Linked DNA regions of Sus scrofa: region 1 is linked to region 2. A link is a contact called in public Hi-C data. All regions are on one chromosome and are shown on one strand. The core of a region is the stretch at or near the end of the contact, and the rest is flanking DNA. Distances in the headings are between cores, read along the strand shown. Region 1 holds the start of HERC4 (probable E3 ubiquitin-protein ligase HERC4). Region 2 holds the start of CTNNA3 (catenin alpha-3).

Region 1 (4,851 bases), core at 1,432-3,931, 290 kb before region 2:
ACCCGACTAGCGCATGCAGGTTTGATCCCTGGCCTCACTCAGTGGGTTAAGGATCTGGCGTTGCCATGAGCTATGGTGGAGGTCACAGACCAGCTCGGATCCCATGTTGCTGTGGCTGTGGTGTAGGCCGGCAGGTACAGCTCTGATTTGACCCCTAGACTGGGAATTTCCATATGCTGCAGGGGTGGGCCAAAAAAAAATTATATCGTTATTGGTGATATGGAATGCTTTCCCAAATGGTCTCTTACTACTTGTAGTTTAGGAGAGATGATATTAGTAATACTAAAAGGTAACATTTACAAACCACTGGCTTTATTCAAGGCACTGTACATGTTATTAAATCTTCACAATGAAGTGAGATATGGATTATTAACTTCGCCCACTTATAGAAATTGTGACTGAGGAGTTATTTTCTGTAAAACAGACTATTAGTAAATGCCTGTAGGTGTCTTTGAGAGGATAGAAGGATAGTGGCCTGCAGGCTCAGGCTCTGAATCCAAACAAACCAGCACCACAAGCCGATACTCATCATCAATTACTCATGCTGCTTTTATACAACAAATTCACATTATCCTAATAACCTTCTGCTCCTATGCTTGTCTCACTTTAAAGGTAATTATAGGCTACTTTCTAAGATCTTACATCATAGTTTCATAGATTTATAAGGTTAAAAGTAACATATAGAAAATTCCATTTCACTTTTTATACGCAAGACCTGTATTTTAGAATATTCTAAATAAAATATCTTATTCCAGAGAATGAGTATCTATAAATTCCCAAGTTATTCATATAGTATGACAAGACAAATGTAAAATTTGTGGCTTATTTGTGTACAACTTAATCTAATTTCAAGGTTAACTGCTTTTCTAGAAAATTAGAATATTATTTATCAAAACCTACATAAAATAATTCTAGAAAGAGATGCATCTGTGTGGCAGAGATAGCTGTCCACTAATTCATGCTCTCTTCTACGGTTTAAAGTGATACCTGGGAACTCAGACAGGGATTATGTTTCCTAGTCCCCTTGCATATAGGTATGTACTTGTTGCTAATATTATGTGTGCAGATGTGATATGTGGCACCTCCCAGACAAAAGTTTTAAGAACATCAGTTTTCAATCATTAGGAACACCCACTTTGAATGTGAAAAAGATACAAAAAATAGTTTTATTATGTTCCTGCTCATATTTTGGTGTCATTTGTTGCAGCATCAAGTACATATCTTAAAGATCCCAAATCCCATAACTTCCCCTTTAATGATACATTCTGAGGCATCAAGGCATGATAGTTAAAAGACAACAAAAGGCCTATGAGGACAATGAAGCTATCAAAATAAGAATTCAGTATGTTTCATGGGCATCACCACCACTCCTAATGTTGAAATTATGCTTCCTTTGCTCAAGTATCTTATAATTTTACTCTTATTTCTGTAAGAAATTAGGTTGTGCATTGTACTGGGTTTTCCAGAGTTAAAGTCCTAGCCTCCAGTACCTAAGAATGTGACCTTATTTGGGAATAAGGTCTTTGCAGATGCAATCTGGGTAAAAAGAGGTCACAATGGATTAGGGTGGGCCCTAATCCAATGACTGGTATCCTTATAAGAGGAAAATTGGGACATAGAAACACAAGGAAGAACACCATGTGGACATGGAGGCAGGGATTAGAGTGGTGGTGTATCTACAAGACAAAGAATGCCAAGGTTTGTCAGCAACCACCAGAAGCTAGGAGAGATGTATGGGCAAGATTCTCTGCCTGCGACCCTAAGAGAGACCCAATCCTGCTGCCACCTTGAGTTCAGACTTCTGACCTCCGTAAGTGTGAGACAATAAATTCCTATTGTTTCAAGCTACTGAATTCGTGGTATTTACAGTATTTTGTTATGACAGCCTCAAGAAACTAATACACATACATATTCCAGCAGAGAGACACTTCCCAACCTGAAATATAATTTTCACTGAGATAAAGAAACATGGCTTACTGTGGAATTATTTCTAGGTTCTCAACATCCACTCTAAGATGAGGTACTAGAAGTCTAACAAAATTTCAGGAGTGCCTTGTTTCAAGTTTTCTTCCTTAACTGGTCTAGGAAATCTGGATTTCGCTTTTATAAGGCAGGGCTCTAGCCATACACGTTATTTAATTTTCCCTGAATGAAGGAGGCCCTTCATTATAAGTTTATCTCCCAGGGTGAGTGCAGAAAATTATGGCAGCCTTCACTTTATCAGGAACCTTAACGCCAGAAGGTTCCATCATTGCCCTGAATACATCTGGCACAACCCAGATTAGCTCCAGCTGAGGCTAAGGGATGACATAAGAGACTTCGCCAGCCTTTGTATCCGTATTTGTGATGTCTGTGATGCTACTTCAAATTCTCCTTGGATAATGGAATAAAAAGAAAGACTGGAACCAATATACGAAAAGGAAACTTAGCCAAAAAACGAAGAGATTTCCTTCACTAAAAGATTCCTGTGCACGCTGAAACGCTTTTATAAGTCACACCAAACACCCGGTTTGACGTGCAAACTTCAGCTTCTGTATTCGGGGACTTCCTCTTGAGCAAAGGCAAAGCGGCATACTGCGCAAGCGTCCGGCTTGGTTTGCCCTGGGAGAATTCCGGCGCAGGCGCCCGGGCCGTGAAGTGGGTGGGCTCACGCGCGTGCTCCGAGGTTCACTTCCGGCCAACCCCTCCCCCTCCCTCGCGTTACCACCTCCCCTTCTCCATTCTCCTCCCCTGTCTTTTCCTCAACTCTCCCCACCCCTACGCTCTCCGCCCCACTCGGCTTCTGTCCTTCCCCTCCCGCTCTATCCGGGTCGCCGACGGCTGTCTCTGGACTGGACAGCGGTGGCGGCTGCTTTTCTCTGAGGAGCCCGGTAAAGTTTCACAGGCGCCGGGGAGGGGAGCAGCGGAACAGCTTCACTGACGCCGGAGGAGCTCTGGTGTTCGCCGCCACTGGCTGAAGGAAGAGAGCCCGGGAGCTGGAGACCTGCCTCAGCTGCCGCGCTGCCTTGCTCTCGGGGAAGGCGCCGCCCCCCGTCGCCCTGGGCTTCCCTTGCCTTGAGGGGCCGGGTGAGTCGTTGCCCCGGTGGGTTCGGGGGCGTGTGACGGCGTTAGGGAGGGGGGAGGCCGGGCTGGGCGGATACAGGCCGGCCTGGCGCAGGGTGCTTTCTCAGCGTTTCCTCGGGGTTGGGGGTGGGGGACTGGGGCAGCGTCGGGGGCCCCTGGCCCGGGAGTTGGAATGTCGCACCTCCCTGGGGAAGGGCCTCTCGGGGACCGAGGGCCGCCGAGGTGCCGAGCCTCATCCGCTGGCCTCTGGGGCTGCTGCGAGCTGGCGGGAGGGCGGCTGCCGTGGATGACTGGTCGGCCCGCGAGGTTGGGTGTGTGCAGATGATTTTTCTCCCCCGGTCTCCCTGAGCCGATCTGAGTGCACGTTCAAGGAATGGTGGGAAGAAACTGCTTCTCATTCTCCTACCTGTTGCTGGCGAGAGGACACCTTTCCCATACCCTCTGACTTTTTAAAGGAAAGAGATGGTTAAACCTCGTGCCGGAATCGGGGATTATTTTCCTGTCTTAAAAAAAACTAATAAAATAAATAAAAACAGTGTAGAAGACAGTGTAGAACTCTCTGGAACTATCGAGTTCTGATGCCCCAAAAGAATGAAATTAAAGTTTTCCTAATGGATGGTTCATGGAATGAGACAGCATCAGCACTTGCTAGCCCTAGCGTAGGAAAGTTGGGTTTTGAAACTTAGGTTCTCTGTAAGGAATGTGGGTAACTACAGCAAGAATAAGGCTGACTTCCTGTAATTGTGTTATTTAGTAACACGATGTGTCTAAAAATCTGTGTAGTTTTAGATGAAGTGAATTCTTTGTTACCCATGTCTTTATAAGCGAAGAAATAGTCAGTGTACTGGAAAGTTCTACAGATTTCGCCACCAATCAGTGACCCAGCCCCCATTCCTATTCTTGAAATATCGGTAGTGCCAGAGTTGTTTGCAGTTTTTTTTTTTTTTCCCCATCTTCGAATAATTATCTCAGAGGTATAGATAGATATTCATTGCCCCAGGGAAATATTTTTCAGTCACGGTTACCACTCGTAATAGAAAATACTGGATTTTTTGGGGGGGAGGAAACCTTGATTTTTAAACTGCATACTTTCTTTTGTATTATAATTAGGTATATTGGTTTAGTTTTAAAATTAAATTAGTAGTGAGTCGGAGTGTTAACATTGATTTGTAAAGTGTGACCTTTGGAGGTGATTTTCTTTTAAGATCAGAGCTTGACTAGAGAATCATAGTTTTCCCTGGGGTCTATTAGTATGAATAGTTGGAAGAGTCATTTAAGTTGTGGGAAATTTAAAGTTTCCATTATTGGTTTAATTTTTCTAGTACAAATAAGAACTTCAATTTTTGGTTAGTGTGGAGGTAGGTATTAGAAGGTCTAATTATTCTGTGACTTGAGGGAGATTACAAAGGTTTATGTATGCTATTGCAAGGTTTTCACTGAGTATATATCTGATTTGGGGGGGGCAGTGGATAAATGTCATTTCTTGCGCTGACTGAAACTATTCAAAGAGAAAAGGTTAATTTCATTGGAGTTCTTAATATTTCAATTAGGTTAGTATATCATAAGAAAACAGAAAGTCATATTTAGTTAATATTTTAAACTTTGCAAAGAATCGTGGGGAGTGATGTATTTTCCTAAACATTTCTATATGATATACTTTTAAGATTTACAACTGATTGGTTTTTGAAACTGAATGGTACTTATGTAGCACATTATAGACTTCATGTTTACTGCATAGTAATTATTGTAGCCTAGCACTTGAAAGAGCAATTATACATTATATTTTCT
Region 2 (5,087 bases), core at 1,328-3,827:
GGTTGTGGGTTTGATCCCTGGCTTTGCTCAGTGGTTTAAGGATCCGGTGTTGCCATGAGCTGTGGTGTAGATTGCAGATGCAGCTCGGATCTGGTGTTGCTGTTGCTCTGGAGCAGGCTGGCAGCTGTAGCTCCGATTCGATCCTTAGCCTGGGAACCTCCATATGCTGCAGTTGCGGCCCTGAAAAGACAACAACAGCAACAACAACAACAACAACAAAAACAACAACAACAAAAATAGATTCAAAAGGAGAGCAGGTCCCCTAGAAAGGGAGGGAATTCAGAGGAGGGGCAGGCCTCTTCTAAAGAAGGGAGAAAGAATGAAGGCAAGAGAAGGATTACATACAGGTCATTGTATGTGGACATGTAAAAAGTTTCCAAGGCATGACCATCATATAGTGCTGGGAGGCCTTCTAATAACTCAAAGGAGATGGGAGAGAAGGGAGTGAAGGCTGGGAAGGCAAACAGGAGACTTACTGTGAAGGCCATATGCCTATAAGTTTTTGACTTTCCTGTAAGAAAAGTGTGGCAGATACAGTTTGTTGCCCACTTAGTATTCATCCATCTCTCTTCCTTACCAACAGAATTCCAGTTTTGAAATGGTAGCTACAAACCACTTACTTTCACTAGAATTCCTCGTAGGTAGTGGTAGTCATGTTACGCAGTTCAAGCAAATGAGATTTGAACTGAGGGTTTTTGTCTTTCTCCTTTGCATCTGAATACAGATGCGGGGTCTGGAGATTTGGCAACCATCTTAGGACAATGAGACAACAAGCAGGGGATGAGGCTTATGCATTAAAAACAAAAGATTAGAAAGCTGGAAAGATCCCTGTTCCCTGTTTCATCTGAGAATTGCTATTCCCAGGTTTCCTGAGACAAATCCCTTATGTGTTTAAGCCACTAAGGTTGGGTTTTCGGTTATTTGCAGCTGGATGTGATCCTGACTGAAAGAGGGAAGGAGACCAGTTAGGAAACTAATACAGTCATTTATAAGTGACTCAAATGGGGGCAGAAGAAGAGGGGATTGGGCAGAGAAGATGGATTGAAGATGTGAATGTGGTGATGTATGTGTTCAGTCAAGTCTCAAATAGAATGGATGGAATCTAATTCAAGTACCCTTGAAAACTATTCCTAGTCCTGAGATGTCAGGGAACTCAGTAAGAACACCTGGAAAGCATGGGGTGGGAGGGAGCAGAAAGGGAATGTGCAGGGTCTCAAAGACTAACCTCACAATTTCCTTTTATTATTAAAAAAATTGCAGGATCCATATACACATTTGAGAAAACTCAGTTAAGCAAAAACTATCTGTGAAGCAAATTAAAATCCTATCATCTAGAGATAATAATTACTGCTAAAATTTTTATTATTTCTTTCCAGTCCCCATTTACTCTCTCTTTTTCTGTCAATCTTGCCGCTTAAATGATTAAGAGATTTTATACATGATTTGTTCAACAAAAATGTGATCATAATATATATTGTTTTCTACCCTGTCCAACTTTTTGCATTTGGCAATGCATCTGGAAAGTCTTCCCATGTCTTTGGTAAAATTAATACCGAATACTAAAATTGTAAAATTAATACAATTGTGACTACAGGAAAAGTGTTTCATTATGTGGATCTATCTATTGTGATTTAGAAGTTGAACTTTTCAAAGGTTTTATTATCTCGAATATCACACCACTTTTTGGATGTGGTGGGGGAACCCTTGAAGGTGATTCTGAGATGGAAGGTGAGGTAGCATTAGCCCTGACATCAGCTTTAATGAGATGATAGCTTGTTCAGGCTGTGATTGGTTGAAAATTTCTGCAAATATTTATATTATTTTTATTTTGCAAACTTGTTCTTCATGTTGAGGAACCAATTCTAAAACTATCAGCTTACTAATTAGGATAAAGGAGGACTTATCGCATAACAGTAGCCTTGACATGTATTGACTTTTCTGTAACACACTAAACTTCTCTGCAATCAGGGAAAGAGTGAAGTCTGTATCTGCAGGAATCTTATAAAGGATGCAAAAAAGGCAACCACCAGGTAGCCTGGCATTTCCGCAGCGAGCAGGGTTCGAACCTGCGCGGGGAGACCCCATTGGATTTCAAGTCCAACGCCTTAACCACTCGGCCATCGCTGCTACGGCAAGAAAGTGAAGCGGAGGTACTTTAGTACAGAAACAGTGGTGCGCAGGCGCAGCAAACCCACAAGTAGGCGGGGCCTAGAACCGCGCAGAGGTCTGCTCTGAGAGGGGCGACTAGGGTTGCCTGCTCGAGTAGCGGGATACCTATTGAAAGTAAAGAAATAATAAAAACTCCGTTTAGCAGTTTAGGTAAAAGCCTTTAAAAGAGGGTTTTAGAAACCCTTCCCTTACCTGCTCTCTGAAAATCGCAACCACACTTGGCTTCTGGTCCTTACTTGGTTTTTGCCCTCCCGCTTCCTCGGAAAGCTGTGAAACTAAGATTAGATCACTCGGAAAGCTGTGAAACTAAGATACGTCTCATTCAGTGCTGCGGGCCCGCACTCTGGAAAATTTCTGCATTTGCGTCAGAGGTTGAGCGTTTCCCGCGTTGAGCTCTCTTGCTGCGTCAAGAGAGGAAAGTGTGAGGGAAGGCGTACGGAATCTGGCAGCTGCCTATGCGCTCGCCTCTTTGAGCATCCTGCTCACACAGTAATCTCTCATTCTTGTCTCCTCAATTGCCCTTTCCTTGCTGAACCCTAGGGAAGAAACCGCGCCCCCTGAGCGTGGTCTCGGCTTTCTCAAGTGATGGGGAGCCTTGGAGGTGATTTGAGAACAAAGTTCGGCGCATTAGGTCTGCATTTAACCTTTAAATGCTACTACCCGCCCCACCTTTAAGTGTAGCTTATGCTCTAAATGCTTATTTGCGTCATTGTTAAAGTTCTCAGAACCCGTAGTTGTGTGTACCACTGTCGCCCACCTCAGAGAGCTACGGCAGGGTGTGCGGCCCGAGGATGCCCCGCGGATTCCAGGGCGCAAGTGTACTTCTAAACGCAGCAAGTGGCTCCCCACAGGCATCAGATTCTATTGCGGATGGACAATTTGCGAAAAACATCAGGTGGCCTTTTACTAGTTAAATTTCTGAAAGTGTTCCTAGAAATCTGACCATCCATCGCAACGTTAGATTTCAAACGAAGGCAGGAAGTCCGTATGTTAAGTGACCTCATTTGGTAGTTTGGGAATTTTCTTGAGATTTTTTTCAATACCATTTCTCTTAACTAAATGAAGGTGCTAAGTGTCTAAACTGATTTAATTGTGGAAAGGGAGTAAAATACTTGAGAAATGTAAGAATAAGTTTTATCTAACTTAAGATTTTGCTTTTTAGAAATTTTACCCCTTTTTGTTTGTTTTTAATTTGGCAGAGCTACACGGGTGGTCTCAATTTCCTTATGAATACTGTATGGGAGCAAAGTTATTCCCGACATTCAAAGGCATGATTTTTTATCATATGTATAAAGTTACCTGCACTTTTCCAGTAGATGCCATCTCAGAAGAGAGTTTTTTTTTTTTAATGTTGTTCTTAGATTCTACCTGTGTGCTGAGACAAGCTATAATTTAATCTTAGTATTTTACTGTATCTTGGTTTTTTTTTTTTCTTTTCTCTTTTTAGGGTCTCACCTGCAGCATATGGAAGTTCCCAGGTTAGGGGTGGAATTGGAGCTACAGCTGCTGGCCTAGGTCACAGCCACTGCAACATGGGATCTGAGCTGCCTCTGTAACCTACACCACAGCTCATGGCAACTCTGGATCCTTGACTCACTGAGCAAGGCCCGGGATTGAACATGCATCCTTATAGATACAAGTTGCATTCATTTCCCCTGAGCCACAGTGGAAACTCCCGTTTCTTTTTAATTTTACTTTATTTTTATTATAATATAGTTGATTTTCCATGTTGTGTTAATTTATACTGTACAGCATAGTGACCCAGTCATTTGTGTGTGTGTGTGTGTGTGTGTGTGTGTGTGTATGTATCCTTTTTCTCATACTATCTTCCATCATGTTCCATCCCAAGAGATTGGGTATAGTTCCCTGTGCTGTACAGTAGGAAGTCATTGCCACCCTTCCCCTTGACAACCACAAGTCTATTTTCTATATGTCTGTGAATCTGTTTCTACTTTGTAGATATGTGCTATGTTTTAGATTTGTGCTATGTTTTAGATTCTACATGTAAGTGATACCATGTGGTATTTGTCTTTCTCTTTCTGACTTCACTTAGTATGAGAATCTCTAGTTGCATGTATCTTAATTTTGAAGTCTTTCTTTAATTCCTTTCTTCTGTATATTTGAAGGATAATATTTACAGAAAGTTCTTACTCTTCCTTAACCTACTCTTCGTTTTAAGAATTCTCCTCACTTGGCGATTGCCTTGTGGTACAGTGGGAAGGAATCTGACTAGGAACCATGAGGTTGTGGGTTTGATCCCTGGGCTTGCTCAGTGGGTTAAGGATCCAGCGTTGCCTTGAGCTGGAGCCGTGGTGTAGGTCGCATCCGTAGTTGGTGCTGATGTGGCTGTGGCATAGGGCGGCAGCTGTAGCTCCGACTGGACCCCTCGCCTGGGAATCTCCATGTGCCCCAAGTGCAGCCCTGAAAAGCGAGAAAAAAAAAAAAATTCTCTTCACAATTGCTTAAAAGCTTGGCATTGATGGGAATTGATTTCGATTAAAGTAGTTCCATCAAAAATTCTACTGAGGGCTTTTTTCTTTTTTTGTTTTTTGATAAGGGAAAAGAAAACTGCAAAAGAAATGAATCTATTAGAAAGTTAATTTGTATTTGGTAAGAACAATTGTGATTACATTTTCTTTGCAACATTTCAGAAGTGAAATATCCTCATTTAACATTTAATTTTCAGCTTCTTTGAATTAATGTAGGCTTTTCAAAAAGATGAAATTGCCTTTTCAAATGATTTATCATATTGCTAAAATGAGCCAAGAGATCAGAATTATTATAGATTTTATTCTCAAAAAGTGTGGATTTCCAAATGAGTTATTTTCCAACCTTAGGTCTTTAGCATTGCCATTTAATGCAGTGAGCGGCAAGTAGAAAAAAAGAAGTAAAATATATATCTTCCAACCCAGTTAAAA

What was found. Hi-C and Micro-C count contacts between places; a contact is called where the count stands out from the background.
Region 1: a contact with region 2 is called in a Hi-C map of embryonic fibroblasts, with 1.6 times the contacts expected there. The contact joins the promoter of HERC4 here to the promoter of CTNNA3 in region 2. A contact is called at or near these places in 2 of 47 Hi-C or Micro-C datasets (embryonic fibroblasts and heart right ventricle).

The regions. Positions count from the first base shown.
Region 1 is chr14:71,267,347-71,272,197 of Sscrofa11.1, reverse strand. It overlaps HERC4 (probable E3 ubiquitin-protein ligase HERC4), which reads left to right and starts at 2,681. Exons shown (of 23, transcript XR_002338528.1): 1 at 2,681-3,066.
Region 2 is chr14:70,972,032-70,977,118 of Sscrofa11.1, reverse strand. It overlaps CTNNA3 (catenin alpha-3), which reads left to right and starts at 2,577. Exons shown (of 19, transcript XM_021074380.1): 1 at 2,577-2,800. It overlaps TRNAS-UGA (a tRNA gene), which reads right to left and starts at 2,127; the gene lies at 2,046-2,127.